Linked DNA regions of Mus musculus: regions 1, 3 and 4 are each linked to region 2. Evidence: chromatin contacts called from public promoter capture Hi-C data. All regions are on one chromosome and are shown on one strand. Each heading gives the region's core, a stretch centred on a gene start, on an enhancer-like site or on the middle of the called end of the contact. The rest is flanking DNA. Distances are from core to core; before and after follow the strand shown. Region 1 has its middle 17 kb from the start of Anapc13. Region 2 holds the start of Srprb (signal recognition particle receptor, B subunit). Region 3 overlaps Acad11 (acyl-Coenzyme A dehydrogenase family, member 11). Region 4 overlaps Nphp3 (nephronophthisis 3 (adolescent)).

The links. Promoter capture Hi-C pulls out the DNA fragments that hold promoters and counts their contacts.
Region 1: a contact with region 2 is called in a promoter capture Hi-C map of hippocampal neurons, with 3 times the contacts expected there. The contact joins the enhancer-like site here to the promoter of Srprb in region 2. A contact is called at or near these places in 10 of 39 promoter capture datasets (the 3T3-L1 cell line, the C10 cell line, embryonic stem cells and 4 more), 14 of 484 Hi-C or Micro-C datasets (CD8 T cells, the G1E-ER4 cell line, Th1 cells and 6 more), 4 of 115 datasets of contacts at active chromatin or transcription factors (the NIH/3T3 cell line, astrocytes, extraembryonic endoderm stem cells and 1 more) and 1 of 9 other capture datasets (liver).
Region 3: a promoter capture Hi-C map of liver shows a contact between it and region 2, with 2.3 times the contacts expected there. The contact joins the enhancer-like site here to the promoter of Srprb in region 2. A contact is called at or near these places in 3 of 39 promoter capture datasets (hippocampal neurons, liver and pre-B cells), 1 of 15 datasets of contacts at CTCF or cohesin (large pre-B cells) and 2 of 115 datasets of contacts at active chromatin or transcription factors (astrocytes and pro-B cells).
Region 4: a promoter capture Hi-C map of hematopoietic stem and progenitor cells shows a contact between it and region 2. The contact joins the enhancer-like site here to the promoter of Srprb in region 2. A contact is called at or near these places in 6 of 39 promoter capture datasets (cranial neural crest, frontonasal cranial neural crest, hematopoietic stem and progenitor cells and 2 more) and 2 of 115 datasets of contacts at active chromatin or transcription factors (embryonic stem cells and pro-B cells).

The regions. Positions count from the first base shown.
Region 1 is chr9:102,640,397-102,646,690 of GRCm38.p6, reverse strand. No RefSeq gene overlaps it. Among named protein-coding and RNA genes, the nearest start is that of Anapc13, 17 kb to the right of the region's middle. RefSeq lists an enhancer at 1,509-3,373. Within about 2 kb of position 2,255, at least 183 of the 459 cell types and tissues checked have an H3K27ac peak or open chromatin away from gene starts, as enhancers often do. A contact at or near this core is called in the NIH/3T3 cell line, astrocytes, cortical neurons and 3 more, where this site is marked.
Region 2 is chr9:103,197,878-103,204,706 of GRCm38.p6, reverse strand. Srprb (signal recognition particle receptor, B subunit) reads left to right here and starts at 2,642. Exons shown (of 7, transcript NM_009275.4): 1 at 2,642-2,795; 2 at 3,326-3,420; 3 at 5,841-5,918. The coding sequence starts at 2,648.
Region 3 is chr9:104,086,477-104,092,938 of GRCm38.p6, reverse strand. It overlaps Acad11 (acyl-Coenzyme A dehydrogenase family, member 11), which reads right to left. Exons shown (of 20, transcript NM_175324.4): 10 at 2,604-2,681; 11 at 1,209-1,347. Among named protein-coding and RNA genes, the nearest start is that of Acad11, 26 kb to the right of the region's middle. Within about 2 kb of position 4,223, at least 46 of the 459 cell types and tissues checked have an H3K27ac peak or open chromatin away from gene starts, as enhancers often do. A contact at or near this core is called in astrocytes and liver, where this site is marked.
Region 4 is chr9:104,037,283-104,043,806 of GRCm38.p6, reverse strand. It overlaps Nphp3 (nephronophthisis 3 (adolescent)), which reads right to left. Exons shown (of 27, transcript NM_028721.3): 22 at 6,400-6,475; 23 at 5,245-5,372; 24 at 4,233-4,473; 25 at 3,060-3,185; 26 at 2,553-2,668; 27 at 1-1,855. The coding sequence ends at 1,675. Among named protein-coding and RNA genes, the nearest start is that of Uba5, 23 kb to the left of the region's middle. Within about 2 kb of position 3,901, at least 13 of the 459 cell types and tissues checked have an H3K27ac peak or open chromatin away from gene starts, as enhancers often do. A contact at or near this core is called in hematopoietic stem and progenitor cells, where this site is marked.

The sequences.
Region 1 (6,294 bases), core at 1,006-3,505, 560 kb after region 2:
GTAGTGTGAAGACCTGGATTTGATCTCTGGCGTTCACATAAAAACCCAGGCATGGCAACACACGTGCTTGCAAATCTGGCACTGTTAGGGGTGGAGAGAGGAGGAAGATTGGGGGAGCTTCCTGTCTCTGGCTAGCAGCCTAACTCCAGGCTCAGTGGGAGACCCTGTCTCAAGGAAAAAAAGGTGGAGGACACAGGATATATTCCCGGGGGCTCCATGTACAAACGTGGCCACATGCACTGGTACATATGCACATATATACTCCACACATAAGCAGCCCCTACCCCTGTGCACACATAAACTGGGACCTTTAATCCCAGAACTGGGGAGGACTGGGACATTTAATCCCAGAACTGGGGAGGACTGGGACCTTTAATCCCAGAACTGGGAAGGTGGAGAAAGGAGGATCCCTGAAGCATGTCTGTCAACCACTCTAGGCTGGCCAGAGTCCCAGTAAGAGACACCCTGTCTCAAAAAACAAGGTGGACAGATTCTGAGAGAAACGCCTGGAGTTCATATGTGGGATATGTGGCATAGGCACGTACACACACACACACACACACACAGATTCACACACTCACACACACACATAGACTCACACTCAGACACACACGCACAGACTCACACTCAGACACACACACATAGACTCACACTCAGACACACACACAGACTCACACACTCAGATACACACACACAGACTCACACACTCAGATACACACACACAGACTCACACACTCAGATACACACACACAGACTCACACACACACACACACACACACACACACACACACACACACACACACACCAGTCTCACACACACACTCAGACTCACATACACACACACACCACACATACTCAGACACACACACATACAGACTCACACACACACACACACACACACACACACACACACACACACACACATGCAAGCAGACCCTCCCCCATATATGCAAACACATAAATAGTTTCGACTGTAGTGACACACCCTCCAGGGGGTTTTCAGGATACAATTTTACGAAGCAGAGCTTTAGAGAAAATCAATTATTTCAGGATAAATCCCAAGCATTCCAGAATTGCCAAACACTAAAGCAATCTTTAAATTTTTTCACAAACTTCAACAGGGCCATGGACAATCTCCTGCAGACTGAATGCATTTGGGTAAAGGTTTGCCTTTAATGTGTGGAGAGCCCCAAGGGCTTGGCCAGCGCTGCCTTGCTGAGCCTCTCGCACTGGCCCTCTTCCTCTCAAGTTAGTTTTACTGAAACTCTATCTTTATGTGGGTCAAGGCTTCCTTTTTCCTTCAAAACTTTTTTTTTTCTATTTAAAAAACCAACCAACCAACCAATCAACCAACCAGCCAAAAACCATCTCTCATTTCCAGACATTTCTGCACTCTGACTTCCTGCTGGTTTATTCAGGAGCCCCTTCCCCCAGTGAAGCTGCAAGTTTCTTGAAAGGTTTTGTGACTTTGCTGACTTAGGCTGATCTTCTTGTTAAATCCTTAGCTGAACAGAGGCTCCCTCCTAGCTCCTGATGGGGAATTTGAATGGACTTGAAACCACACTGATGAGTCTTGAAGAATGCCTGTCCACTTTGTCCTGTTTCCTCCTTTGACCCCAGACTCAGACCTCTGCTCTTCAGAGTGGTTACCACTCTCCATTTTGACCCAGAGACACATCTGACTTCACCCAGCCCAGTCACAAGGTCTCCACTCTTTCTAGACTCATGGCTCACACTAGAAAACAACTTTGTATTGGAAGCCAGGAGTCCGGGCTGGAACTTCTGGTTGAGTCTTGTTTTCTTCATCTGGAGGATGAAGGCCCATTTATTATCACATCTAAATAGACCTTGGCTATTCTGCTCCTAGGTTAAGACCAAGAAGATGATTCCAGGATTTATGGTCTTTTCTTTAACTTCACTGTTCAGTAACTCTAAACGTCCCCTATTTCCGCCACAGATATTTTCCCTCAGCCATCTTGAGGCCATATCTTTGAGGTGAGAGCACGAGCCACTTCTGCAGCCATTTAGACACTGGAAGCTGCTTTATTCTCTTTGGCTGCCATATTATTAATTTTTTTTTCTCAGAATAAAGTTTGTCAGAATGACGGCATGCCAGATTTGGATCTAGGCAGCTGGTCTCTGCTTTCTGGGTGATCTTGGCTCTGAGTTTTCTTTACCCCATCTGTAGGGCAGAGACCCTACCATCTGGTCTACAGGGCTATGGTGAGGATGAACCGAGCCTCCTTGGGGCCTCCTGGGTCACACTGGAGGCCCCAAGGGGGATGTCAGTCCTTATGATGCTGTTAGACAGTGGACAGAGACTCCCTCTAGGAGTGGCTTTAGTGGCGACAGAATACCCGATCAGATGCAACAGGTTAAGAGTAAATGAAAGAATAAAGTGAAAAGTTGATACTTGTAGAGACTTTTGCTTATGGTCCCTCCGTTAGGGTGCAGGGGCAAGGCGGGGGGCTGCTCCCTTCCTCCTCCGTTTAAAAAAAAAAAAAGGAAAGGAAAGGAAAGCAGAAAGGAATGGAAAGGAAAAGAGAGAAGAAAAAGAAGGGAGCGAAACTTTCCCGAACTTTCCCGTTCCTCCCTGCCCTGGCTGTAAAGCCTGAAATTCCATCCGTGTTTGTTGTAGTCCTCAGCCCGTTTCCATAGTTACCCAGATTCCAGGGACTGGCTCTGGGCCCACCACAACCCATCCCTCAAAGTCTCCCTGGCAGAAATAAAGCATTCCTTCTCCCTGCAGCCACATCAGAGCCAAGAGACGCTGCTGGTCCCCTCCCAGAGCCCCCACCCCAGCCCTACTCAAGGGTGACTTGCCCGGTCTCAGCAGCGCTGTTTGGCACCATTTGGAGGGTAAACACAATATAACGATCTCTTCCATTTCTCCTCTCTCCATTTGAGCCGAGGAATTACTTTCTTGTACCAAACATTACGCTCTTGGAAACCACTCCAGATGGTTCTCATTAAAATTCCAGGCCCCTCATTGCCCCCCTTTTGCAATTCTCCGCCCCCCCCATCCCCATTCTTCTCAAACTGCTATCTCAAAAATAAACACCAGGTTAAGGAGCAAAGCCCACTGAATAGAGTCCTTTCAGAGCCCTCGGGATGGTCAGGAAGGGGTCTCCAAGTCATCCTGACAGTGCCACCTGGCTCTTCAGGGGCTGCTAGGAACAGTCATGTTTTCTTTTGACAAGCATTCTGGGTACTGTCACCAGCTAGAGTCCAGATACACCTGGGAGATGTGTGTACAATTAAAAGGGTCAAAAAAGAGGGACCAGAAGGTCAGCTTGGTCTCTGCTCCCGTCGGGGCCTAGCTGCAGAGGCACTGTCTGTCCACCCAGTCACTGTACACTGTGGCCTCTGCAAGACACCGGCCACGGGGGTGAGGACACGCTTACCCTAAGCAGCTGGGGTGGGGGAGGGAAAGAAGGAATACCAATAACTCTTGGCCATAATTACAGCTGAGCAAGCCACAAGCTTTGCTTCCACATCTGGAAAAATCTGCTTATGCAGGAAAAACGCGTGTGTCCAAGGATTTTTACTTAATGTGAGCTTCTCCTACGTTATGAAAAGAATCCAGGTCCTAAGACTAGCTCACTGAGCATTCATGTCCTTCGGCCTAGATTCAGGAAACGCTACATTCTATCCTGCTTCCCCTTTCTCCCGGCTTCCTCTAGAAAACATCCGCACATATCTTTTTCTTAGACACTGGAAAATTTGAATCTTGCTCCTTAGAGAGTTGAACTGTATACTTATGTGTCATATGAGCATAATCTCATAGAACAGTCAGACAGGAGAGCTTAGACTCTAGAGAGAGGATAAGCGAAAGCCACGCGTGGGCTCTTCTGCCACCATCATCATCCCTTGTGTCCTCTCTCACCTTTCTCCACGTTTAGGCAAACACACCCGTGTTCAGACAAAAATTCATGTTTTCAGTCATGAACGAGGTCGCGCTCTGCGCGCTGATAACCAAATTACTTCTTACTTGTAATGTAATGTAATGACGTTCCCTTGCTCATGTAGGTAGCTCTGACTTGTTCCTCGACCCCTGCAAAGAATTCCCAGGAATAGTTATACAATAATTCTTTAGGCAATCCCCTCTGGATGGAGACTTCAGCTTTTCCTTTATGATCATTTCTCCATTCCTCACAGTGATGCAACTGAGACCCCCTGGCAAGTCTTTCCTGAAGGACATGTGTCCTGTTTCTCTTTGACAACATCCTTTAGGTACAATCCTTGATGAGATGAACTTGCTATGTCTAGGTGCACGATACCAAACTACTAGAAAATGGCTGCTTCAAGACATGGCTTCCAGGAATGACAGCCTGTGTGGGGCTCTCTGCTAATCTTTTAAAGGGTTGACATCTGATGAAGCATTGTTGATAATCTGTATTTTTTTTAAATTATCCATAATGCGTCTTAGCTCAGCTTCAGATGACAGAAGCCACTTCAGGTAGAACACAGGGAAAGAGATTTATTATTGAAAATCAATCTATTAAAATGATGTCAAATCAGGTGGAATGGAAGGTTCCAGGTTGAGATTCCATGTTGGAATCTCAGCTACTGACTGACCCACAGACGTGGCTTCTCCTTCTGCCATGAACCGTAACCTGGGGACTTGAGAAACTAGGACCTAATCACAGACCTCTCCGTCTGGAAGCCAGGAAGCCTCAGTCAGGCATATCTGGTCTCTAGGACCATGCTCTCTGGGCTATACAATGGATGCCTACTTCCTGTCTGGGATACCCATGGATCTTGAGTCCGCATATAGATGCAAGGTAACACACACACACACACACACACACACACACACACACACACACACACACAGACCTTGTTTGACAGTGGAGCTGGTGGCTTTTGATGGACACATCAGAATGTATCAAGCCATACACAAAAGCTCAGCACTAAGGAGACTGGACTTGGAAACTTTTGCTGTCCACATTCCAGCGTCCAGCGTGTAGGAAGGGAAGCTGCAGGATGCCGAGCATGGCCTGAGCCAGTCTGCAATTCGTGACATAATCATACTTTTGTATTTTGTATCCTTTTTTTTTTTTCCCAGTGAATTGCTCAATTCTACCCCTTGCCTGCTTTTCTACCGGGGTCCTGTTTTTCTACTTGATTTGCTGAGGTTTTTATGTGTTACTTGGAGAAAATCCTCAGCTATTATATATGGAGCCATCATCTAATTTTATATCCCTTGTCATGTAGGCATTTTATATTCATCTGCTTTTCTAGTTTCTAGTTCTTAGTTTTTGTAGCTTAAGAAGGCACCTCTACCTCAGAGGTTTTTTTTCTTTTTTCTTTTTAAATTTTTAAAAAATGTTTATTTATTTATTCTATGTAAGTACACTGTAGCTGTCTTCAGACACTCTAGAAGAGGGAGTCAGATCTCCTTATAGATGGTTGTGAGCCACCATGTGGTTGCTGGGATTTGAACTCAGGACCTTCAGAAGAGCAGTCGGGTGCTCTTACCCGTTGAGCCATCTCACCAGCCCCTACCTCAGAGTTTTTAAAGGATACAGCTACATTTTATATATCCTTTTACTTTAAAGATGACAACGACGACGACAACGACAATGATGTGATATACGTAGGTGCACACGCTCTTGAGTGTTAAGGTCCAAGGATAACGTTCAGGAGTCAATTCTCCCCTTCCATAGTGGGTTCTGGGAATTGAACTCACATCATCAGCCTTAGTGGCAAGCACCTATATCCTCTGAGTCATCTCACCAGCCCTCGAAATGCCTTTATAGACAATTTATGTTTAAATCTGTTTTAACTCTATTGTGAGGTGTAATTACATCTCAGTCTTCCGGGAAAGATCAAGTGTCATGTGAGGAAGATCCAGGGATCTAGATGAACACCTCCCCCACCCCCACCAACGGAAAACTAATTGTCCTAGCTAGCTTAGTTTGAATAATTTGTTGAATAATCTGTCCTCCCCCCACCCCCACAAATTCCCATAGTTTAAACCTGGAGAATCTTTTTTTTTTTTTTTTTTTTTTTTAAACATTTATTTATTTATTATATGTAACTACACTGTACCTGTCTTCAGACACTCCAGAAGAGAGCATCAGATTTTGTTACGGATGGTTGTGAGCCACCATGTGGTTGCTGGGATTTGAACTCAGGATCTTTGGAAGAGCAGTCAGCGCTCTTAACCGCTGAGCCATCTCACCAGCCCCTGGAGAATCTTTTTAAAAACTTGTACCACCTCTTTCATTTTTCTCAAGCCCTTTCCCCCGTTGATAAAGCTTAACAGTCATTAGTTTTGATGACTTCATA
Region 2 (6,829 bases), core at 1,393-3,892:
AAACTGCAAGTTCTAAGGGGTCTCATAGATGTGGAAGATGGTAGTGTAGTGGTAGATCTGCCCAACCTAGGTGCACAGCATGTATTCATATTAACTGTGTTGTGTTTTCATCGCCGGGGTATATTTGGGATGGAGATTTACCAAAACAAAGGATGATACAAAATCTCACACTATGTAGCCAAGGAATTTACTGTGTAGGTTAGGCTGTGTTGTGGTTTGAATGAGAACATCTCCATAGCTTCATACATTTGAACGCTTGGTCCCCAGTTGGTGAAACTGTTTGGGAAGGATTAGGAGGTGTGGCCTTGTTGGAGGAGGTGTGTCACTGGAGTGAGCTTTGAAGTTTTGAACACCCACACCAGGCCCAGTTTCTTATTCTCTGCCTCTGAATCAGGATGTAGGCTCTTAGCTACTGTGTCAGTGCCATGCCTGCCTGCTGCCACATCCCCTACTGCGACACTCATGAACTCAGCCTCTGAAATATAAGGAAGCTCTCGATTAAATGCTTTCTATGCTTTCTTCTGCCAGGCGGTGGTGGTGCATGCCTTTAATCCCAGCACTCGGGAGGCAGAGGCAGGTGGATTTCTGAGTTCGAGGCCAGCCTGGTCTACGGAGTGAGTTCCAGGGCAGCCAGGGCTACACAGAGAAACCCTGTCTCAAAAAAACAAACAAACAAAAAAGCTCCCAATTAAATGCTTTCTTCTGTATTGGTCATGGTGTCTTTTCACAGTAATAGAACAACAGCAACTATATATTTTATAGTCATTACAACCTACATATTTTAACTTCTAAATATCTCAGAAATTTTACCCTGTATTTCACACTTTCAGTGTTTGTTTGTTTATTTATTTATTTAATGTATGTGAGCACACTGTAGCTGTCTGCAGACACACCAGAAGAGGGCATCAGATCCCATTACAGATGGCTGTGAGCCACCTGATGTGGTTGCTGGGAACTGAACTCAGGACCTCTGGAAGAGCAACCAGTGCTCTTAACCACTGAGCCATCTCTCTAGCCCCGGATTTCACACTTTTATCCTGTGTTAGACTCCAAGTATCTTTTGCCTAAATACGACAAGAGACTCCCATTGATTCCCCCAGCCTCAGTCTTTTCTCTCTCCAGTCACAGTTCTCCACAGATCTGCCAATTATCCATGTCACCTTCAGCTTATTGTTATACTATGAGTAAACTCTGAGTTCTTCAGCATAGCACACAAAACCACTCCCAGGTCTGATTCCTACAAACTTTTCCAGCTGCCTTTCTGCCACTTTTGCTTCCATGGACAATCTAATCATTCTTATACATAGCCTGTAGCCAGCGACTCAGTATCTGGCGATGGTAAGGCCAACGGAGTGGCCCTCTCGAGTGGGCTTCTTCTCACCTGCCCTCTGCCTTTTGAGGATGTATGGAAATCGAAATCACATTGCGAACCTTCCAAACTCAAACTTTAACATCTTTGTTTCATTTCCTACCCAATCACTCACTGCCACACTAGAGAGGAAGGGAATGTCTCATTTCCTCTCTTCCTGGTACCTGCAGGAGTTGGGGTTTTATGTGGCAGTGCGACATTTTAATGAATTTGTTTAGCCTTTAAGTGACATCGACTTTTCCTGTCATCTCCCAGGCAGACCTGTACTTAAATACTTTAAAATAATGACAGCTACTTAATGACAGAGGCTGCAAATGGCCCTCGAGGCTTGGCCACTTCTGACTCGCAGAGATATTTTTAAATTGAAGCTCACATTTTTTTTTAAATGTTTCGATTACCCGATGAAATCTTAAGTAGAAGAGTTCCCATGAAGATCTTTTATAAATAAGTCCTCTTGAGAAACTGAAAAATGTTGTCTACTCTGGGCCTCTCAAATGGCCTACCTGGTTGAGTAGGCCTGCTTCCTTTGGGTGGGAATGATCAATCTATCGTCGACACCTCCACATCCTCCCGAGCACTGATTTTCCTGATTGCTTTTTAAAATGCAGTCATTTTTTTCCGTGCTGGACGTGTCAATGCAGGACACAGAATTCCCGAGTTTCCCACATGTCATTGGCTTTTACTCAAGCTTCTCTTCCGTGCGTCTTTTTCTGTTTTCTTTAGTTGCCGGTATAGGTTAATGCATCCTCCAAGATTCAGGTCCATCTCTAGCTACTTTTCTCTGACCTCATAAAGGACTTGATGTGTCTTTGTGGATTCTCTGTGACTCCATCACATCTTCGGTCACATCATACTGTGGTAAAATCTCTCATAAATTTCATCCCATGTAACGGCCGAGTAGAAATCCTCACCCTCAAATGAAGTTTTGTAGCCGTTAATTTTGCTAAAAGTCATCATTCTTTCAAAAATCGAAATGAAATGGGAGTAGAGGGGTGGGTTTGACCAAAAGACATCATATTCATTTATGAAATTCTCCAAAGATAAAAAATTAAAATGCAAAGAAAAAAAATTCCACAAAGCTATACATGTCTCAAAGCATGCCGATATGAATACACTCGCTAACTGGGTTGTAGAAACCAAAAAACTCCAACTCCCATCAGGCACTTAGCCGAGATACCCCTAAGGGACTACAACTCCCGTGATGCCCCGCGCCCCACCACGGCGTGGAGCCTAGAGCCACGTAACTTTGGCGGCCCGGGAAGACTACACACCTCTTTCATGGCTTCGGCGAACACCCGGCGAGTTGGCGATGGCGCCGGTGGCGCCTTCCAGCCTTACCTCGACTCCTTACGACAGGAGCTGCAGCAGAGGGATCCGACGCTGCTCTCCGTGGCGGTGGCTCTCCTGGCGGTGCTGCTGACGCTGGGTGAGGCGGCCGGCATTCACGGCGAGGGCAGGGTGGCTCGGCGCCGCAGGCCAGGGAGGCGGACGGCTGCGTTCCCTCTTCTACTACTCGTCTTCCAGACCCAGCAGTGTGGAAAGGGGACGCTGAAGTGACCTGGGTCTTGGGACAGGACTTACATGAGGCGGCCCTGTGCGCTTGAGCGCTGCGGCCGCCATCGTTCATTCCAACTTTGAGCCACTTGTGTCTGAACTGGGCTCTGAGATACTGGGGTACTAAGGTAGAGTAGAAATCCACCAATCAAATGTAGCAAGCCACTAATTTTTCCCAGATCCATCATTCTGTGTATACTTTTAGTCTCCACATTTGGATGAGGGAAATAGACGTGAAAAGGTTTACAGTTGATAGTGGCTGGCGCTCCGTGAGTTCCTAACAAAACTGACTCTAATCCGTGTGACAATGAAAGTAGTCCAGATGGACGCTTTGTTTTTTTGTCGTAAATGCCTACTAATAATGTCTTTAGAAAATGAAGGCTGCCTTTCTCTTCTCTGCAGTGTTCTGGAAGTTCATCTGGAGCCGAAAGAGCAGTCAGAGAGCTGTTCTCTTCGTTGGTCTCTGTGACTCTGGGAAAACGTTGCTGTTTGTCAGGGTAATGCTTTGATTTTCACCTCGGTTAGACTTAAGAGGGATGGGTAAGGCATTTCCGTAGCCCTGTCATCTTGCAGTTTATTTGGTACAGCAAGTTTAGGACATGTTTTTAAAAATATTTTTTTTTCTTTTTAATTATATGTATGTGTGTGGGTATATGCACATGAGTGCCTGTACCTGTAGAGGCCAGATGTGTCAGATTTTGTAGAGTCGGTCTTCAAAGCTGCCTGATGTGGGTGCTGGGAATTGAATTCAGGTCCCTTTGCTAGAAGCAGGATGGGATCTTATCCAACTTAGTTGAGTCTCCAGCCCTGGGAGTTAATTCTTTTTTTTTTTTTAAGATTTATTTATTATTATATCTAAGTACACTGTAGCTGTCTTCAGATGCACCAGAAGAGGGAGTCAGATCTCATTACAGATGGTTGTGAGCCACCATGTGGTTGCTGGGATTTGAACTCAGGACCTTCGGAAGAGCAGTCGGTGCTCTTAACCACTGAGCTATCTCTCCAGCCCCCTGGGAGTTATATAAAAAAGACTCTAGGAAAACCTGTAAAAACACACACACACACACACACACACACACATACACACACGATGCTGTTAGAATACGTGGTCTGGGGATGGGGAGGTGACTCAGTCTGTTTTCTTGCCTGGCAAAAAAATGAGGGTCTGAGTTTGGATCGGTGGCACATACGTGAAAGCCAGGTCCAGAAGTTCTTGTCAGCAATCCCAGGGCCTAGGAGGTATGGATCCCTGGAATTCCTTGGCTCACCACCACCCATGCTAGTTGGTTTTCTCCCCGGGTTCAGTGAGAGACCACAGCCTCACAAAAGGTGGCTGGCTGTGTGGTGGTGGTCCATGCCTTTAAAGCCAACACTTGGGAGGCAGAAGTAGGAGGATCTCTTCAAGTTTGAGGCCAGCTTGGTCTGTAGAATGAGTTCCAGGACAGCCAGAGCTGCACAGAGAAACCCTATGTCAGGGAAAAAAAAAAAAAAAAAAAAGCAAAAACAGTAAATAAATAAGGTGGAGAAAGATTAAGGACTCCCGACATCAACCAACCTTCAGTGTACATACACCTGTTAAAAAATGCATTACCAGTTTCTTGGGCTACTCAGAATATAATGGTTATGGACATACATTTTTTTGTTTGTTTGTTTGATTTTGTTTTTTTCCAGACAGGGTTTCTCTGTATAGCCCTGGCTGTCCTGGAACTCACTCTGTAGACCAGGCTGGTCTTGAACTCAGAAATCCACCTGCCTCTGCCTCCTAAGTGCTGGGATTAAAGGCCTGTGCCACCACTGCCTGGATAGACATATATTCTTAAGTGTAGCTTGCGTTCTTATTCTTTCTTTAAACAATCAATAAAGGATAAAGGAAGCCCAATAACTTTTGCTGATTTCTGTGACTTAAAATAGTCCCAGCATGGCTAGTTCTGAGCAATCCAGCATTATCACAATCATGACAAAAATTACCCTCCTTCGACAGTCTTAAGCTAGAGAGGCCTCCCTTTACTAACACTTAGTTTTATGTAAGCCAGTGTATTTTAACTGAACATGTTTTACTATGGAGAATTTACCCTCTTCCTTTGGAGGGTATAAATAATAATAATAGTAGTAGTAGTAGTAGTAATAGCTATTATTATTTTAATTGTGTGTGTGTGTTCATTCATGTGTGTAAGGGCTGGTACGTGTGAGCCTTGGCACATCTGTGGAGGTCAGAGGACCAGAAGTGTTGGTCTTCTCTCATTGCTGTGCCAGGCAAGCTAGTATGAATTTCTGGAGATTGTCCTGTCTCCCTCCCATTTTCCCCATAGGAGTACTGGGCTTGTGAATGTGTGTACTACTAGATCTGGGTTTATGTGGGTTCAGAGGGGCTGAACTTAGGTCATCAAGGTTACACAGGAAGTGTTATGTCCACTGAACATCTCCTGAGGCCTTGAGTTGGTTTTGGTGCCTAAAATCTTTACAGGTCAGTAATTTGGCCCCTTGCTGTTGTTTAAAAATAATACTAATAATGTTGGGCCCAGGGTGCCACTTTCTGATGGCACTGCAAAAAGAAGGAATAAAGCTTGTAATTAATTATTATTATTATTTGGTTTTTCGAGACAGGGTTTCTCTGTGTAGCCCTGGCTGTCCTGGAACTCACTCTGTAGACCAGGCTGGCCTCGAACTCAAAAATCCGCCTGCCTCTGCTTCCCGAGTGCTGGGATTAAAGGCGTGTGCCATCACTGCCCGGCTGTAATTAATCACTATTCTACAAGTTAAAAATAAAGCAGTATGATCGTTTTCAGCTGTTTCAAGTAGCATTCGTTCATTTGACCTTACTCTCCACAGAATGAAAATGTCATTTTTTACATTGCATTCAGTGTTATTGTAACTCGCTTACCCTGATTTGTCTGTCTTGGTTTTGTTTTGTTTACAGTTGCTAACTGGCCAGTACAGAGACACACAGACTTCCATTACCGATAGTTCTGCCATATACAAAGTCAACAATAACAGGGTAAGAGGTATCTGGAATGTTCTAGAATCTGACACTCTTCTTTACTAAGTTCTACTGTCATGTGTGTTGCTGACCCAAAGCAACTTGGGGAGGAAAGGATTTAATCTGTTTACACTCCCGGGATGTAGTTCATTGTTAAGGGAATTCAGGGCAGGGTCCTGGCAGCAGAAGCCATGCAGAAATGCTGCTTGCTGGTTCACTCTTCAGTTCACTTAGCTAGATTTCTTCATAGCTCCGGACTACCTGCCTAAACATGGCGCCTCCCACATTGGACTCAAGAAAATGACCCATAGACATGCACACAGGCCAGTCTCATGGAGGGACTTCTGTTGAGGCTTCTCTTGCATGGCTGGAAGCTGTGTCAAGTTAACAAAGCTTACTGGGGCACTGTGGCTTGTCAAGGAAGAACCTTCTTGGATGGAGTAGTCTGAAGATGTAGGTACCTTTTGTGTAGCTTCATTTTACGTAGAACATATTCTGTATAACAAACAGATCTGCCCTCGATAATATAGGTAGCAGATTTAGTCCTGCCCACCCATCCTCGTAACTTACGTACAGGGTATAAGACATTTTATTTTTAGGTTCTGTCTGTCCAACATTACTATGAGGTTCAGTAAGTACTGGGTCTTTTTCGGGTATAAGGAGGCAGTATGTAGACACAGGACAATCATTTGGCTAAAAGTAGTTGTCTTTTTCTGCCTCTGCTAGCCAGACTTCTCTTTAGAAGCCGTCCCATAGTTAGATTTTTATTACCCAGAGCCTTGTTAATGTCTAGTGCCTTTTTTTTTAATTTAAAAAATTTATTTATTTATTTGTTTGTTTGTTTTTGAGACAGGGTTTCTCTGTATAGCTCCGGCTGTCCTGGAACTCACTCTGTAGACCAGGCTGGCCTCGAACTCAGAAATCCTTCT
Region 3 (6,462 bases), core at 2,974-5,473, 890 kb before region 2:
GGTATAGAAGACATCTGGCCAGGCGGTGGTGGCGCACACCTTTAATCCCAGCACTCGGGAGGCAGAGGCAGGCAGATTTCTAAGTTCGAGACCAGCCTGCTCTACAGAGTGAGTTCCAGGACATCCAGGGTTACACAGAGAAACCCTGTCTCAGAAAAACCAAAAAAAAAAAAAAAAAAAAAGAAGACATCTGAATGTCACATGTAGTAAGGAAAGGTAGTTTCATGAGACTTGTGTTAGATAAACATAATATATATTTATATATGTTATATATTACATATATATAATATAATATAGGAGGAATATGTATCCATCTACCTACATGCTACATATTGGGTGGCAACATAAGGCATGTCTTATTAGGAAGAGTAGGGAAAAAAGCTTTGAACTTCAGGATTTCCAGTTCATTTCCTTTTATATAAAATCACACAGCATATGCAGTGTGTCCTAACAGCATGGAAGGTTTGGGGTAAGATCTTAGGACACTGAGGACACGTTTCTCTTACCATAGATAGCCTCTTGACCGATTACAGTGCAGGGCAGCAGAGACTTGAGAAATTGGTGCAGACAGAAGGGAGACTTTGCCAGGAATAAGCACTATCTTCTAGAAGCCTATCAACTGACCTGAATTTTACACACAAGGGAGTCAGTTTAGCATGAGCCACTTTGCTAAGCCTGGACTCCTCTCTGGGATCCACTACACTTGCATACCCACTTCTGTTGGTTCAACATGGTGCCAACTCTTCTGGGGAAAGCCTTCACACCAGAGCCATATAATAAAAGGCAGTTCTGAGTCCCTTGAACAGGGCATTATAGGAAATTCTGCCATTTGAGTTTACAGTGTTCTGGAAACATGGCTGCGAGCCCTTGACAGAAACAAAGGCAGCCTTCTGGGAAAAAGTTTCACACAATGGAGAGACTGGGAGTTTAACTAGCTATAGAAATACCCAACCCCAACCAGGAAGTGGGGTGTTTACATAGCCAGTCCTCTTGGTGGCTACTTCTGGCTACTGGCAGTCTTAATGTAATGATGCTGATTAAAAGAACAGCCCACTGAGGACCTCAACTCCACTTGTATACTGCATTTGGAGTAGCTGTGAAACTATGCTCACGTTTGTTCGGGAATGACTTTGTATAGGAAAACCTTCCTTATTAAAAAAAGATTTTAGACCCTGTTCAAAATGTTAAAGAACACTATGTGTAGTCACCTGGTGCTTGGCAGTTAAAAACATCTGGAGCAAAAAAGCATTTTCCTGTCTCTTCAGCAATCAAGGCATAGTCCACCTGGCTGAGACCGCTCACAGCTGGCAAGAACAAATTCCACAGGCCCTCTGCTTTGGCTATTTCCTGTCAAGGGGATGGACAAGTGATTACAATTTACCAAACAAAGTAGGTTATTTTAAACAGTTATTGGTGGTAATGCTTTTTGAAATATAAAAGCATTTAAGGATGTTATTTCATTGTATAGCAACTCACTGAAAGTCAGCAGTTGCTTAATAATTAAGGAAATGTCTTGCTTTCCAGGCTCCCTTAGTCTTGGCTCTAAAACTACATTTGCACACTTAAACGCTTCTCATTCAGACAGAATGGTTACAACGACCCCCACACACACATTTGAGTGTAAATCTTACATGCATTACAGGTTAAGATCTGAAAACATGTTACCTGCATGTGACCTGACACCATACTGCACAAATGTCCTGCTTGGCCTTGCTCCTTGCTGGACAAACCCAGGACCTTGCATGGACAAGAGAGGAGCTCTCCCACTAAGTCAGAGCCCAGCTTCTGTGTCCCACAGCCTGCTCTGGCTTCAGCTCACTTCAGAGATGGTGAGCAAGGAGCAGCATAATGAGACTAGTGCATCAGAGCCACAGTCAGGAGGCCAAGTAGGACAGGTCTGATAGTCGCTCTTTTCTCCCCTCCCCTCCCCTCCCCTCCCCTCCCCTTCCCTCCCCTCCCCTCCCCTCCCCTCACCCCACTTGCTTCCTTTCTATCCACAAAGGAACTCATACAGCAGCTCTGGCTCACTATGTAGCCCAGGCTAGCCTCTAACTTGCAGCAATCCTCCACCTTCAGCCTCAGCTCCCCTCCCAAGTGCTAGCTGAATTACAGGTGTGGGTCACCACAAACAAATAAGATTTTTAAAAACCCAGATTTTAAAAAACCTTGTATTTTTAAGAAAGTTATTTCTGATGGCCAGACATAGTGTTATATGCCTTTAATCCTAGCACTTGGGAGACTGAGGCAGGTGGGTCTCTTTGAGTTTGAGGCTAGCCTGGTCTACAAATCAAATTCCAGAACAGCCATGGCTACACAGAGAAACCCTGTCTTGAAAAACAAGAGACAAAAAACAAACCAAAACAAACACCCCAAAAAAAGAGTTATTCCTGGAGCATGAGGTATCATGCCTATCATCCAGACACTTGGGCAGCAGAAGCAGGAGGACTGCCACGAGTTGAGTCCAGCCTGATCAATGTATCAAGACCATAAAGAAAAGGGAAAAGTTATTATCATTGAGGTTATCCTTTATCTACATGACGATGATAATTAAGGGCCCCCAAACATGCAGCTCCCCATGTTGAGTGCCTTCTTGTCTCTCTTACCTTTAGTTTTTCGATCACTAAGGGGTGTCCCCACTTTTCCGCTGAGTTTCCACTTTGAGCATAGTATTCAGCTACTTCCTTAAGACAGTGAAGAGAAAATGATTAGACCAAGTTAGTACAAAGCCACAATGTCATGAAAACCATGAGTGTGTGTGTGTGTGTGTGTGTGCACGCGCTCGCGTGTGCTGGCGCATTCAAATATGTGTGGGCTGGAACTCCTAATTCTGCATCAGCTGCCTAAGCGCTGGGATTACAGGCATGTGTCACCATCCTGGTTAGTAATGTTTCTTTTTATTAATAGGTGCAGAATAAAAAAACTTCTAAATATTTGTTCATCAAAAATTATTCTGATCCGGGCGTGGTGGCACAGGCCTTTAATCCCGGCACTCGGGAGGCAGAGGCAGGCAGATTTCTGACTTCGAGGCCAGCCTGGTCTACAAAGTGAGTTCCAGGACAGCCAGGGCTACACAGAGAAACCCTGTCTTGAAAAACCAAACAAAAAAAATTATTCTGCCTCGATATTAGACAGTAATAGACAGTAATAATCTGATTCCCAAGGTTTACATATTCTGTCTCCAGCAACATGGTACACAGTGGGCATAGAAACCTCTCAACTAAAAAGGCTGGGTGAGGCCGGGTGTGGTGGCACAGGCCTTTAATCCCGGCACTCGGGAGGCAGAGGCAGGCAGATTTCAGAGTTCAAGGCCAGCCTACAAAGTGAGTTACCAGGACAGCCAGGACTAAACAGAGAAACCCTGTCTCAAAAAAAAAAAAAAAAAAAAAAAAAAAGGCTGGGTGAAGTGTTACCAGTTGAAGATATATTAAGTAATGCACAGTTGTTCTGGAAGAAAACAACAAAACAGCTTCATCCTTCAGGCAGGCAGGAGGATGGGAACTAAAGTTTGTCCTCTGGGCTATGGAGGCTGACCTAGGCCTTGGTTCTCAATGGGCCACATCAGTCGGGCACAGGCTCATGATAAGGCCAGGGGCTGGACAGAGCATTTGGAACTTTGGTTCCATCAAAGCCAGGAGGCTTGAGAAGTGAAACCCAAGGAGGGAACAAATAGAACAGAGAAACACACAGAAAATCTGCACCTTTGGAGGCACAGCCTGGGGAGAAAGCCTTCACACAGCTCTCCGTTTGCAGTGAAACAGAAGAGAGAAATGTCAGGCTCAGAAACCTGCCTTCATCCAAGCCTGGGATCTAAATGCCAGACCTGAGCGGCCCTCAAACCTCACACCCAAATTAAGTTTACAATGTCCTGCCAGCAGTGGCCCCAAACAGCTGTCCAGAACTAAACCAGCCCTTCTAGAGGAAAGAGTTTGGTACAAAAACTCATGTGACTCCTTCAGAAAAAAAAAAAAAAAAAGAATTCACTCCACAGTCCATCCTGAAAAATCCCTAATCGCTGCAGGAAACCAGCCACCACAGGCAAGAATCAGCAAAACAGCCGTGTTTCCTTACAGCCACAGATATTGCTTACATTCACAGCATAAAATAGTTGTGGTGAGTAGATTCCAAAAAGAAAGAAAGGAATTACAAGATTGACAATGGGCTACTAAAACAAACTTGGGAAGCAAGCCAAGGAAACGGAAGCCTTGGCAATGAACCGTAAGAAGGCTACCGCTGGCAAGCTCCAGTACAGCTTCTTAAAGGCTGGTGGGACCGGAAGCTTCTCCTGCCCCCCGGGGAGGCCCTGGGGACCAACAGAGCAGGCGAGCACCTACAGTCCTTTGTTGAGTCTGGGCCTTTCTTCTTTAAGGGCTCTCTGGACATTTTTCACACTCTCCAAAGTTAGACTATGGAGAACTGAACAACACGGCAGGAAGAGCTAAAGCAATTACTTAGTTCAGAAACTTGAGAGAAGAAAAGTGTGAGTGAAAAAGGATATGCCGGACCCAGGAGACTGAGTGCTTACTTCCACGGCAACCATGAAGCTAGCAATGGGAGAGGACAGTGAGACGGCTCAGAGGGGAAGGGTACTTGCTGCCAAGACTGGCGGTGACCAGAGTTCGATCCCGCAGATCCGACTTCAATATGCATACCAACCCCCCCAAATAAATGAACAAATGTAATTACAAGGTCAAAAGGAAACTGAAGGGTGAAATCTTCAACTCCTGAGAGAAAGTAATTAACAACCTGGAATTCATATCCCAAACTGTTGGCTGCTGCTGCTGCTGGTGGCGGCACCCGTACCTATCATCTTAGCCCTCGAGAAGCTGAGGCAGGAGGATCATGAGTTTGAGGCCAGACTGAACTAATTAGGGAGACCCTGTCTCAAAACATTAAAGATTTAGGACAAAATAAAAGTATCATCAATAGGCAAGGTACTACCTATCCCCTCAAAAACAAAACAAAGCAAACACCAACCAAAGGGCAGCCACAAAAGCTCCCGCAGACTCTCAGCAAAGCAGCTCGGCTCCAAGAGAAACATCTGAGTTGCAAGAATGAACGATAAAGTAATAACAAAGTGGGAAAGTCTAAATTACACTGTTCAGGCCGAATAGTAACCTCTGCTTTGTACAACTGAAAGAGTACAATAGAAATAGGGGATGATAGTTCTACAAAAGCTTAGAGATGCAGTTATAAATACTTACAGCATCTCTTTATCAACTACTCTCTCTACACGTCAGCTAAAAGAATCATGGGGTTAAAGGTCATGGGAACTGTCAAAGCTTTTGGTGTGAATCATCAGGTTATTGTAGATTATTCTCCCAAACTACACTGCTTTTGGCAATTGACTACCATGTTCCTTTTAGGGAAGCAAGGCTTGTCTGGGGTCCAGCAATGTACAAGGCAGAGGCTCGCACTTTCAAAGGCTCCAGGATGGAGGGCGCTTGTCACATCTGTCAGGGAAATCGCTAGGCTTTCTGTTTGGGGCTGCATATTATGCCTGTTCCTAGGGGGCCATAGAAGGTCAGTGCCATTCATTGTGTTTGGTAATGAGTATATTAGGGAAGATGTTTATGGTGTCCTCATTCTGCCTACCTCATTATGACGCTACAGTTCTGAGAACCAAATCCTACCTGTGTTTACATGCCCGAGAAGGGTGGGTTCATCTTAAGCCATGCTAAAGAGATAGGAGGAGTAACTACTAATTACTCCTTTCATGAAATACTATACTTTTCCTTCCAAGAATTAACTGCCCCTAGCCCAGATTCCCGTGAGCTGAGCCACCTTGGGGTTTAGCTTGGTCTGCCCATCTTTCTGACTCAACTTTCCCCGTTCCTTCACTTTGGATGCTGGCCACTTTTTCTGGCACATTGTTTCCTTACTCTTCTCTGTCTACAGCCTCCCTCCCTGCCATGTGGCTGTCCGGTGCCATGTGGTGACTTTAATTATTCCTTAAGTGTGTCATGGCCTAGCTTTTCTTCTCCCCTCTGAGAAGCTCCTGAGACTTAGAACGTGACTGCCATGGGTCCCTTCCTTTGTAGGTATAATAACACTGCCCCCAAGCTTCCATTTGAGTCCACTTCTTAAAGTCTTTTAATAATGAGACCAGGAACTCCACAAGGGTCCCTGCATTTACCCGTATCATCTGGTGACCATGAAGAGACTCCCTTGAACTCTGGTAACGTCACCACTATGGCCTGTGTGTGCCCCCTACACCATGTTGCTTGTTCTGCCCGAATCGGAGTGCTAGTGTTCTTCACTGGTTTTCAAAAGGAAGAACTGGCGTGGTACAGTTTCAGAGATGGGTTATGTGTTCATTTTAGGCTACCTGGGGAGTTCCAAAAGCTCACAGAAATAGCCCTGCCAATCTTATTTTTTTTCTTGTTATGGAAAATACATAAAAATATAAACAAAAAGCCACCAAGAATTTCAGTAGCTCAAGGTACACAATGTTAGACGCTGCTG
Region 4 (6,524 bases), core at 2,652-5,151, 840 kb before region 2:
GAAACATGTTCAAAGTTTATTCTTAAATAACTATGCAAAATAGCCCTCTAATACAGACTGCAAAATGAGAGAACTTGCAATTACACTTTTATTTTAAAACATACATTTTTTATGCCTGTCATCTTTACAATAATACATATTGAGATCTTATAAGATTTTAAATCATTGAAAATTTTACTATATACAAATAAAAACAAATATCTAAAATGTGGCAATATTTATCAAATCTATAAAAATATTTAATTTCCAGTATAAAAACACCAACTAAGCGAGGTAAGGCAAGACTGATTTTGACCATTTACGAAGGAAATGGATTTGTCATGGCTTTTTGTATGTGTGTGTGTGCTGAGGACTAAACCCAGGGTCCGAGGCATTCTACTGCTGTGCCTTCAGCTCTATTCTATTTTGTGACAAGGTCTCACTAAGGTGCCCAGGCTGGCCTTGAACTCACCCCATACTCTAAGCTGGTACTGACCTTGAAAACCTGTGCCTCAGCTCACGAGTAGTTGACTTTTTAGACCTGTCCCACAGTAAGCAAGATGAGAATGGTAAAGAGCCTGGCACCTGTGGTGGCACGCATGTCGTCACTGGCACCTGTGGTGGCACGCATGTTGTCACTGGCGACGCTGCAGCACTGTGAGAAGCTTCCTGGAGACAGCACAGAAAGCGGAGGCTGGCTAAACCAGCTTAGGGAAGAGGAAGGCCTAAAAGCCAAGCCAGCTGTGGAGGCATGCCTCTGTGGTCCCAACACTCCGGGGGAGTGGGGAGTGATCAAGAGTTCATGGTCACCCCGAGCTACAGAGATTCACAATGTGGTAAGAGGCTAGGGTGATAGCTCAGTTTGTGAAGCGTCTGCCATGTCAGCATAAGGACCCAAGTTCAACCCCCAGAGCCCACTTTAGAGAACTGGGGGTAGAGATGGAAGCTTGTGCTCCGGTCTTAGGAGAGAGAGGCAGGGGTGTGGGTCACTAGGATGTGGACTGCCAGGCAGACTAATTAAGGGCACCAGGTCACTGAGACCCTGTCTCAAAAACCAAAAACAAAAACAAGTCACGGTGGACAGCGCCTGAGGAATGATACCCAAGGCTGACCTCTGTCCTCCATGTGTACATGCACACGTGTGTGTGTGTGTGTGTGTGTGTGTGTGCGCGCGCGCGCACATCCTCACACACAAACCCAGAAAAAGGAAAACAAACAGAGTTCCTATCTAGCTCGTTTCACTGAAGACTGTTCCGACTCATTATCAACATCCCTTTATATTATTTATATTATCAACATCCCTTTAGCCCTTGAAAGTTCTTTGAGGTAGAGAACTGGCTCAGAGCCCTGCTAGGAACAGACAGTGAATGGCCAGAGCTAAGGCTGCTCTTGAGGGAGAGAAAAGAACTGTGGATTTCTTAAACCATGGGGTCCTGCCAGCTCTTGTTGCAGAGACCAAGCCACTCCTCATGCCACTGAGTGCTGATGTCGTCATCCTGGATTTTATCCCATAGGAAACAGGTTCTTTAATCAATTTAAACTTGACACGACAATTCAATGCAACTCAATACAACGTCATATAAATGCCAGCTAAATAACACTAAGATGGAAAAAAAAGATTTTCTTTAAAAACACTGAGAATATTCCAGATGTTTAGCTGTTTTATCTTGAAGTATCCTTGCAAAGAATTGACGGTTAGCTTTGCCCTTGGGGAAGAAAAACGTTAGGGGAATGAGTTGTTTTAAAGAGAAATGTGTCTCCACTTGATGACTGCCTTGAAGGAGCTTTTCCACCCAAAAGTGATGTCTCTGCTTCTTTTATCTCCATTGCCCTTTTGTACAGTTCAGCAGCCTTTTCAAAATTCCCTTCTTCATAGCTTTGAGAGGAAACAACATGAGAGATGCACTGCTATTAACAAGAAACTCTTGCTTCTAAGTAGCCATCAAGGTGCAGAAAAACAAGTTGCAACTCATTTGCCATTCCCACTGCACTCTTTTCTTTCTTTTTTTAAAAAAAATTTTATTAGATATTTTCTTCATTTACATTTCTTTTTTTCCAATATTTTATTAAGTAGTTACTTCATTTACATTTCAAATGCTATCCCAAAAGTCCCCCATACCCTCCCCCACCCCACCCCACCCCACTCCCCTACCCACCCACTTTCACTTCTTGGCCCTGGTGTTCCCCTGTATTTAAGAAAATACCTAATTAAAAAAAAATAATAAAAAAATGCTAAGTGTTGTTATCACCTGCATTCCGAGATGAACGCACAGGAGTGAGCAAAACTCAACACACACCTAACTCATCAGCTCTGAGGTTAGTACGTAGCCCTGTCACCCCATAGGCAGGAAGTGCTGGTATAGGCTGTCTTCACTACTGTCCACAGTACACGCCTCCAAAAAGTAAGCCTGCTTTCTCTCTGCTTCTGAGTACCACTTGAGTATCTAAAGCTACACGAGACCAAAACAACTACCCTCACCCCAAGGTAGACTATTTTCAGGGATAAATATTTCATGCTGTTCTGTGATAAATCAAAGCTATTAAATATTGGGATAGATGAGAAACATTCTTACCTGAGCACAGCTAAATTTTTCAATGTTTCTCCAACTCGAGGATGCATTCTCCCCAAGCTATCTTCATAAATCTTTAATGCTCTTTCATATAGTGGCAGGGCTTCACTGTGCTTTTTCTTATTAAAAAAAAAGTAACAGTGCTCACTTAACACATAGTGTGTCTAAAATTATTATTAATGTATTCTATACTGTTCTGACATACTTTGATAAGCACTTTGAAAACCTTAATATCCTTCTAAGAGATATTAAGGAAACATTATTTTATGGACAATCATAACTGGAGAAGCAGAATAATGGAAAGTAAAAACTCTTTTAAGTTTTAGACATGGCTTAGTAACAATTTGACTCGCTTCTATAATAAGCACAAGCCTGCTTATTGCCTTACTATGCCATTAATTCACATTTATCCATATGTATAAAATATATACATTATATATAATATATGAGGTAATCTATATATTACATTCAGATCATTCATTTGCAAACAGTTGAAATGTAGATGCTTACCATTTGGCTATGAAGGACTGCCAAGTTTACCAAGGCAGTAGCTACACTGGGGTGCTTTGGGCCAAAGGATTTCTGCCGAATTTCAACAGCCAATTCATACAGAGGTACAGCTTTGTCAACTTTTCCCTTCAAAACAAAAGCATAATCTAACAAAATATTCAAGCAATAAATACCATCTGACCCGAACTTTCTCCAGAAATAAAATATATTAAATAAGGTTGCAGAAGCATTTTCTACAGCTGGCCACACCTCAAGGCAACAGAAAATCCAATATAATATTCACATGAAGCTGTTGGGAACACAAAGGTTCTCTGATAATTTGGAAAGATGGTTTGCACTTTATTTACTCATCCAGTGTTTCCAGTAAAAGAAATGTCCAGTTGTATAGATCTGTTGTTGCTCTTAACTCAAGGGGACATCCAAATAAATTCACGTCCCCGCCAACTGCCTCACGTCCCGCCAACTGCCCCGTCCCCTCGGGGCTTTCCTTATGATTTCCCTAACTGAGAAGCTGGCCCGAGAGAACAGCATATTCCCTTCTTATGCATGACCTTCTGTGCCGTGACCACCAGCAAGGGAGCCTCCCCACTTCTCAGCACAGAGACAGCTCCGAGGCTGCACTGGTCAAAGCAGGCTGTGGTCAAGGTTTGCTTTGAATAGATAGAAAAATCCAAACTTTACTCCCATGAAAAAGAGCTGCTATTTAATTGTAGACAAAGTAAGAGAAGAGTAGAATAAAATGTCAATTTTGTAAAAATAAATATATAAATAAATAAGGCACTTCCTACAGCCCTAGCTACGGGGTGATTTCCTGTGTTTTGGTTAACAGCGTGTACAGTAAGAGGAACTTGAAAATTACTGAGATATTATATAAAAAGACCTCATTCATAATGTTGATAATAAAATGGGTTGTATTTGAAAGGAACTCATTAGCAATGTAGATGCTTGATTTGTCGTTGGGATGTATTTTCAGAAAACCAAATTAGTATCTTAATTGAATTAAGTCTGAAACAATATATACCTTCATGTTCTCATTGGTTAGAAACTAAATAATTTATTTGTAAAAGCTCACCTACAACGACCTCCCATCAGGCAATAAACTAACAGGCTGGCAGCAGTCATGGCCTCTCCCGTTCATCGTAAAGCACGCAGACACGGGTGAGGTGTACATACCGTTTTCTTATACAAGATTGCAAGGTGCTTCACGGTGTAGGCCAGGGAAGGGTGGTCCGGAGCCAGTGCGCGTCTCCGGATGTCCAGGGCGCGCTCATACAGCTCCTCTGCTTTCTCGTACTGCTTCTTCTCATTGCAAAGAGCTGCCAGGTTATTCAGGGACTGTGCGCAGTCTGGGTGATCTGGCCCCAGAACCCGCTCCCTCATTTCCAAGGAACGCTTCAGAAACTGCTCTGCTGTCCTGGGAACAAAACCCCAAAATGCCTCAAGCAATTTATTCTCTAGAGGTCAGAGTCCTAAGCCCTTAGAGATGGAGAATAGACACACTGGAGTCTTACCCTTCCCCCTCCCTTCCCCTTCCTTTGCTTCCCATGAGGCATCTGTGTGATTGCTCAGCTCTCAACTCCGTTCCTCCTAAATGCAAAACCCACAGATCGTTTTGGAAACAGCCTTCTAAGGCCTTTCCAGTGGTCACACTGTGCCGAATGGACGGCAGAGGCATCTGTTCTTTCCCCTTAGGAGTTGCTACCAAATAATTGTTGGTAAAAGGAACTTAGGGGAAAACATGAAAAATGAGTTGCGTTTTTCTGAGACCTAAATGCACTTGTTTTTCAGACAGCAGAAGTGTAGACGTGACATCTTTTCTAAGTAAATCAAAGGGTGAAAGCAGCTGCCGCCCACTAACTCAGCTATCTCCTGGTGGGTCTGAAGTTGCTTCTGTGGGTCTCAGATGTAATGTCCGCATTAACTCGCTTTCTGTAACCATGAGGGCCCTGCTAGGGAAGCTGCCAAATAATGCTTAGCTTCAGAAGCAACGTGGAAAGAAAATGGAAACACAACATTAAGTGTATGAATGTTCATAACCCAAACCAAACAGGAAATTGGCAGAGGTAGGTTGTTTGTTTTTTTTTCCCCCTAACCTTGGATTTGACAGACAGGTAAAACAGCTTCCCACCAAAGAGACCCAGTGGATCCTTGTTGTGAATCTCATTAGGAATGCCACGGTACTCACTCGAGGTTATTTTGAAGGAAGTAGAGAACACCCAGCTCATTGAGGGTGCGGGCGTTCTCAGGCTTGTCCTTGCCCAAGGTGAGCTCTTCCAACTGCAGAGCCCGCCTGCGTAGAAGGGCAAACCCGTACTGCAGTAACACAGAAACACAAACGCTGAGCGCCAGCCTCACTCTGGAGGCATTTACTGTTGTCCTGACGAAAGCCTTCCTCTTTCATCTTAGATAGCGGCTGTTTTAAGTAGCACACTGACTCTAACATTTATGAGGGACACGTGTTTATTTCTACATGGAACCACGCTCACAAATTCCTTAAGCACTGTTTTGTGAAAACGATCACGAGGTCTAGCATGGTTTATGTCCAAGTACTTCAAAAAAAGCCTAGGACCTAGCTTACTAACCTTTGACTCCAGCTGTACACATACACACCAGATTCTTCTATAGAGAGCAACTTATATTTACTGTTTTATAATCATGCATGTGTGCACACAGGTGCATATGGAAGCCAGAGGGCAACTTCCGGTGGTGAGGCTCAGTTGCTACCCACCTTATTTGTACAATGGTGTCATTCACTGGGACCTGGGGGTTACCAATGAAGCTAGGAAAGTCACAGGGATCCCCCAGTTTATACTTCCCCAGCGCTGGGATTATAAGTGTGTCTTCAGCACGGTGGTCTTTTATTTTTAATTAATGTGGGGGCTGGGGATCTAATTCAGACCCTTGTGCCTGTGCACCAGGCACTGTGCCAACTGACCATCTCAGTCCCAGGGACAGAGACTTAGTAAGCCAAACATGCTATATTTAGGTTTTTATCAGCACCTTAGGAACACTTGAAACACTTGCTTAAGGGAAACAGTTCCTCCCCACCCAAATCTCACAGAAGATGTTATTAAACTTCTGTGTCCTTTCCCAGCTCTTCACAGAGAAGAATCACAGTAGCCCGAAACAGCGCCTCCCAGAGTGCACCTTCAGCTGAGCTTTGTAACTGCTCAACAATACCTCTCTCAAACTGTGACGATAAATAAAGGGAAGATGCCAACCAAAGCCTTTCTAGGAGTCACGTAAGCCTGAAGCGCTCTAGTGCAAGGTCTATGTCTCATGATAGTCAGACCTCATCTTTCCTCAGGTTCAAAGGGCGATGGGAACAGACCCTCCTTACCAGGCTGCCTTTTCGCCTCGTGGCTTGCTGACGAATTATAACTGATTTTTTCCTAAAATGTTCAGCTTGTTCGTACCTTTAAAAAATGAGAAAGAGGAGAGAGGGAGAGAGAGAGAGAGAGAGAG